Regions from separate parts of the Mus musculus genome. Here region 1 is linked to region 2. A link is a contact called in public promoter capture Hi-C data. All regions are on one chromosome and are shown on one strand. The core of a region is the stretch at or near the end of the contact, and the rest is flanking DNA. Distances in the headings are between cores, read along the strand shown.

Region 1 (3,256 bases), core at 338-2,837, 700 kb before region 2:
GATTTTCTTTAAACGATCCATTATTTCAGAAGAGCTTAATAACCTCATAAACATAACTTCACACCCCAAATGGAACACAGCCATTTATGAATAATCTACATGGATTACTTTTCATTTGACAACCCTGAATGCTAGGATGCTTAACTTCCTAATTGTTTATAAGGGCTGGAAGAGAAAATAACGTAACTCCTTGATGGTGTTGTCAGCAATACTTTCTCACAAAGATGTGAATGGAACTCTGGTTTATCATACATACTAAGAAAGTGCTCTACCACTACTAAAACCCTTTGATGAGAATTTAAGAACCCCCTCACTAAAAATTGTTCTTCCATCATAAATAATGAAGAAATCCTTAAACAGCAGTGACGCCGAGAAACCACTAGGGTTTATGGTACCCTGTGCAAAGACTTGTAAGACAAATTTTTAATTTTTGTCATTGATGTATTTGGCATAAAATGTGATTTTTCAAAACTGCAAGTTCTCCATTAATTATAAGCTGGGCACATCGTGAAGAACTGACATAGTTTACAGAATGGCATGGCATGCCACCACCTACGGACACACGTCCAGGCATGTACGCACATTCAGCAACTATTTACAGGAATTTCTAGTTTTCATTAAGAAAACTATGTAAAAGTACCTTCTAAGATAAAAGAGGCACTGTGAAACGGGCCGTGGAACAGATAAACGTAAACAAAACTTCAAAATTGGTATCACATTTTCAAAGTGGGAGAAAAACAAAACTCCAATGACACAAAACTAAAATGCACACACCCATCACAGAAGCTGGAGGAAACTAATTCACTATACACCGTATGAACTTTTTTTATTCCAACAAACAAGAGGTAACTATTCAAAAAGGAGGGTGGGAGGGTTCGGAACTCTTCTTTTTTTTCCCCCCCTCTACTCTGACAGAATGACTTCTCAGATGTACAGTACTACGGAGCCTGACGCTATACCAAATTTTATCATTTAAATCTCCTTATTCTCCGCGACAACTCTGTAGCCACTCTGCTGTGAGAACTAAAGCATAGGGGGCACAAAATGGGCCGGCCTAAGGAGCGCAGGCCTGCACTCTAGATAGACAGACACCCAATCGACCCCCAGCACCAAGTCCCGGACGAAGCCCAGTCGCCGAGCAGGCGCTCATCCGGCGCTCCGGAGCCGCCTTGAAGGATACCCACGGCCAGCACCTTGCCCTCCAGCGCCTCCGGGCTGACCCGGTGGCCCGAGCACTCCAGCAGCTTCCACAGCCCCTGCACTCCCATGGCGCAGGCGCTCTCTCTCGGCCGGGCTCGCGGGGCCTTTGTTTCCCGTTAGGATAAAGGACGCGCCCCGCACCAGCACGCAGCGCCACCAACTCACGCAGAGCCCACCGCTCTCCGCCTGGAACCCGCTGTCACCAGGGCTTGAAGGAGGAACACGGCGCTGACGCACTTCCGGAGCGGACCCGGTCTCCCGAAAGAACAGCGGAATTTAAATGTGGTGGGAGGAGCAGAAAGGTTTCAGCCCCAGTACTGGCACGCCTAAAAGTACTGAGAAGCAGCACCGGTGACGCCAGCGCCGAGCCTTCCTCCGGTCGCGAGTGATTTCTCCCGCTGACCAAACGATGAAACCTCTTGGCTTCCAAGTGAACGCGAGGGTTGGGATTCCCGCGTTGACACTTGACACGTAAATCCCACGCCCGAGCACTCCCGAAGTCAGTGTGTGTGGCGATTCGGTTTTGAATCTGTGCCTCTGTTCGGCTGACTGTTAGGCGCAAAAAGTGTTTGCACATATTGGCTTTCTTAATGGAGTGAGGTCTCCTTTGTGCATTTTCAGTATCAGTCTCCCCATTGCCTCCCCAGCTTTGCCGATTTGGCGCCAAGTATTGGGTTCGACAAGAAAAGAACGGAAAGATGAGCATCTTGACTTTGGTGAAGGCAAATATTTTCACAACGTGCAGTAACTGGATGGCAGTACAACGCAGTGCTTAACTTTGAATTTCCTCCAGCATCTGAAACTTTGAGTTCCACAATTGGGAAAAATGACTTGGGGCAGAGTAGAGCCAGGAAAAGACACGATATGCACATTCTAAATCGAATGCAGCCCTTTGAGGCCTTACTATAGAGTTAGCTCTGTGGAGATTACGTTTCTTCAGAATTTCTTCTCCGTCATCTGTAAGCAGTACAAAAGAACAATCTTTTACCGAGCAGAGTGAATATGGGCAAAGCACTTAGCATACAATGGCTCAATTTTGATGGACGGTATTGTAATTATTCAAACCCAGTAAAAAGATTGATAAGAAACAATAGATAGCCCGACATGGTGGCACAAATATCTGGGAGATGGGCAGGAATATCACAAGCTCAAGACTCACATGGCCTTGTCTAAGAAAAAAAAAAAAAAGGAAGGGATAGAAGTAGATAATTTCTGGGGAAAAAAATTCATTTACAGCTGAAGTCTATCAGAAGTCAAATTTTAGCAAAAACGTATCTATGTCCAAACAGGTGGTTTACAGTTTAGCATTCCCTCAATGTGTAAAATTACGGACTTTTGCATTTTAGTAAAGTCGTATTTTACTGAAGGCAATTTAATTGCCTGTTTAATTTTTATCACTTCCAGCAGTAGACTGTAAACATGTTGAAACTGGTATCAATCTTGATGAGTGTTACACCCCTTCCTTAGTAGTGCATAGCGGGAGTTCGTCAATGTTGCTTAAGTGACCTCTCAAGTCTCAGGTCTGATGCTCCCCAGGACATTTTGCATCCTGTGGAAAATATTTGGAGTAGAGGTCATGCAGATGATAGTTCAGATCTTGGCTGGACCGCGGAATTACTATGTATTCAGGTCAGTATCCATGTAGAATTCAAAATTCACGTGTTGAATATAAGTACTGCACAATGTGCCTGTATTCAAAGTGATTTTTAGAAAATGATTGTCAAAACAATAAGGCCATTAGGCACCTAAGGGCACATGAACCAGAACTTAACAAAACCATTTCTGTGTCTGACAGAGTCATGGTCAGTAATAGATCACAAACATGAAGATACGTCTAAGTCCATGGATGTGATTTCTACCTCACCATTGATATACAGAGAGACTATCAGGGTGGCCTCTAATCCAGTATAACGGTTATACTAATAAGAAGGAGTGGGAACATCATAAAGTATGCCCACAAATACAGGAAAGGCCATGGGAGGACAAAAAGGGTGACCAGCTTCAAGTCCAAAAGATAAGAAACCAAATGTGCCAGACCTTGTCTTGGTCTATGTAA
Region 2 (2,876 bases), core at 232-2,731:
GTTGCTAACTATACCAAAAAAAAAAAAAAAAAAAAAAACCCAGGCTGGAAACACACCCAAAATTATTCTCATTCCTCCTCAAAATCTCTGCAGAAAAGCCTGTATTGGGAGAGGAGCAGAGAAGTCTCCAGGGGAGGATACCAGCAAGCCACGCCCACTGGCCAACGGGCTGTTTCTTTTTGGGTCAACCAAGGAGCAGGCCTGTGCACCTCCAGCCCAAACTCGGACCTGTTCATCCCACACACAGACGCAAACTTGGCAAGACTGGCCTTAAACCTGTTAGCAAAATAAGGAGAGCCAAATAAGGAGGAAGCGGCCAACCTGAATGGGTTAGGGTGGCAGGGCCCACTCCACTTGGCACCCAGCTGTGTCCCCAAGCTGTTCACAATACTACTGTAAGTCACCTCTGCTATCCATTAACCACCACCCGCGCACACCTTCCGGGAGGATCGCTGTTGTGTATAAATAACAGCGTTTTGCAAATCAAACCTCTCCACACAATGCCAAGCTAACAGCGCTCAAAAGGGAGGTGCCACCGGGGCATTAAAAGTCACACATCAAATTCTTGCAGAACCACTTGCTTAAATCGCCCTGAATAAATAAACTGAGGGGGCAGAGCAACCGGGAAAAACTTTGGTTGAGGAGGTTTAAGTCTTGGAAATGCGGGACCGGGCGCAGGGACTGGAAGGAACCAGGCACAAAAGCGCCCTGCGCCGAGGCAAGGACCTCCTTTATGGAACGTGACAGCAGCTTTGTGCCGGATCACGAATAGTTCTAAATACTGGAAGTTCTCCCCGGCCATCGCAGCCTCCCGCTTCCTAGCGCTGTGGCCCTCAGATCCCAGGCTATTCTTCCCAGGCACGCGCGCCCGGCGACCTGGCCACTGTTCGGTCCCACGCCCGCCCACAGGCCAGGGCTGCTAGTGTTCCCGAGGGCTTTGGGTCCTTGGTCCCCGGAGTCCGCCCGCGGAGGGCGCCCCACCCCCACGCCAGCCCCAGGCAGAGGGAGGCGAGGGCTCGCAGGAAGGTGTGTGTATCCGAGGTGCGGGTGCCCGGGGACGCCAGGCCGCGGCGGGGCTGAGGGCACCGGCCGGGTACGCAGGGGTACGCGCTCCCTGGCCCTCCCCGGGCGGCCGCGGCCCGCTCGCCCCTCTCTTCCAACTCCACGGACCGGCCCAAGTTTGCAGCCCCCGCCATCGCCTTACCTCGCCGCACAGTGCACGCCGAGGCCGGAGGGCAGCAGCGCGAGTCCCGGGGCGGCGGCCGCGCTGCGCCCGCCCAGATGCCGCTCTTTGTCTGCACCGCTCCCTCCTCCCGCCACCAAGCGGACGCAATTGGACCCGGCGGACCCCGCCGGCCCGGGAGCCCCGAGCCTGCCTGCCGCCGAGCCCTCCTCACCACCACCGTCGCCGCCGCCGCCCGCTCGGCCGCGCGCACCGGCCTGCGATCCGCGGCGGCGACCCTCCCGCGCAGCGCCCGCCTCCGCGCGCTCCCCGCCCGCGCTCCTCCCTGGCTGCCGTGACGCCGCCCAGGGGCCGGCCCAGCCCGGCGCACGCGGGGCGGGGGACCCACCTGGGAGTCCCAGCCAGGCCTCGGGAAAGCGCCGCCTGGGGGCTTCAAGCCGTAACCCGCTCTAGATTGGAGCTGGGGGCACCCGGGAGGGGCTGCTAGGGATAAGGAGGTGCCACTTGCAGCCCACGAGACCGGGTGGTCTCCGCACCCGGCTGTGCGTCGGGAGCCTTACAGCGACCTCCCTACCCCGCCCCCCAAGCATTCCCACGGCACTCTCAGCCAAACAGGCCTGGTGTCTGTCAGAAAAGTGACTTACATAAAAATGTCACTTCCTCCCAGTAATTGCTTGTGGGCATTTTCTTTATTTATTTGCCTTGCATTTATTTACTTTCCCATCCAGACACTTTTTTACTCCATCCCCCCCACCCCCAACCTCCAGGCGGGACCACTTCCTAGTGGGGGAGGAGAGGAAACCCGACCTCAGCTGCCTCCGCAGCGTCCTGGCCAGTTTATTAGAGCCCAGGAATTCTTTAGTACAGGAGGCTGAGAAAGCTTTAGAAGGAAACCTTGCTCTCCCAGACTTGAGTAGTAGCTAACCTATAAGCAAACTTGGAAAGCTAGAACCCTGGATCGAAGAGAAGGACTGGATCCAGAGGTTTCTTCTCCAAGCTCCTTCGCTCCTTATACCCCAAAGGAACCCCTGATATTCAAATAAATTCCGCTTTCAGGTCGGACGACTCACATTTATGTTAATGAGATTCAACCCTAGCCCTTGTTTCCTCCTTATTAAGGCAGAAACAATTCACCCTACGTAACAAAAAAAGAAAAAGAAAGAAAGAAAAGTTGCCTGCCTTCTTATAGGAAGTTCCCAGGCATAAGTAACGTGAGGAAGCTTGGCTATAGTCCTCGCAGCCATTGACCGTAGGCTCCTGAACTGTGTCACCTTACACAGGTGTTTCACAACTTCCTCGGCTTTATCACATGAGATGTTTACCTGCCTTCTATGTTAAGTACCTGGCACGTAGCCTGACACGAGGGCACTAGGAGGCATCCTGTACAAAATCAGCACACCCAACAGTCTCTTCCAGTCGGAGATGCTAGCTTCATCCGTTCTTTGTTACAGACCTCATCTTTGTTACTATCTAGCTTTACAACAATGAAGGCAGAACTCTAACCAATAGTTTAGCCCTACTTAAAATTAGTTTATGCTAAATAAGTAAGACGATATGGACACAGTTTTTAAGCTTTTGCTTTGAAAAGTGGCCTCAGACTCCTCTCACTGATTCTGTATAAGATCTCCAGGGAGATTTGAACAAGAAGGACTCCCCTTGGCTCATATATTTGCAGGCCAGTTAGTAAACTATT

The links. Promoter capture Hi-C pulls out the DNA fragments that hold promoters and counts their contacts.
Region 1: a contact with region 2 is called in a promoter capture Hi-C map of liver, with 2.1 times the contacts expected there. The contact joins the promoter of Ercc5 here to the promoter of Nck2 in region 2. A contact is called at or near these places in 4 of 39 promoter capture datasets (HPC-7-derived erythroid cells, liver, pre-B cells and 1 more).

The regions. Positions count from the first base shown.
Region 1 is chr1:44,146,075-44,149,330 of GRCm38.p6, reverse strand. It overlaps Ercc5 (excision repair cross-complementing rodent repair deficiency, complementation group 5), which reads right to left and starts at 1,587. Exons shown (of 15, transcript NM_011729.2): 1 at 1,181-1,587. The coding sequence starts at 1,268.
Region 2 is chr1:43,444,356-43,447,231 of GRCm38.p6, reverse strand. Nck2 (non-catalytic region of tyrosine kinase adaptor protein 2) reads right to left here and starts at 1,481. Exons shown (of 5, transcript NM_010879.3): 1 at 1,205-1,481.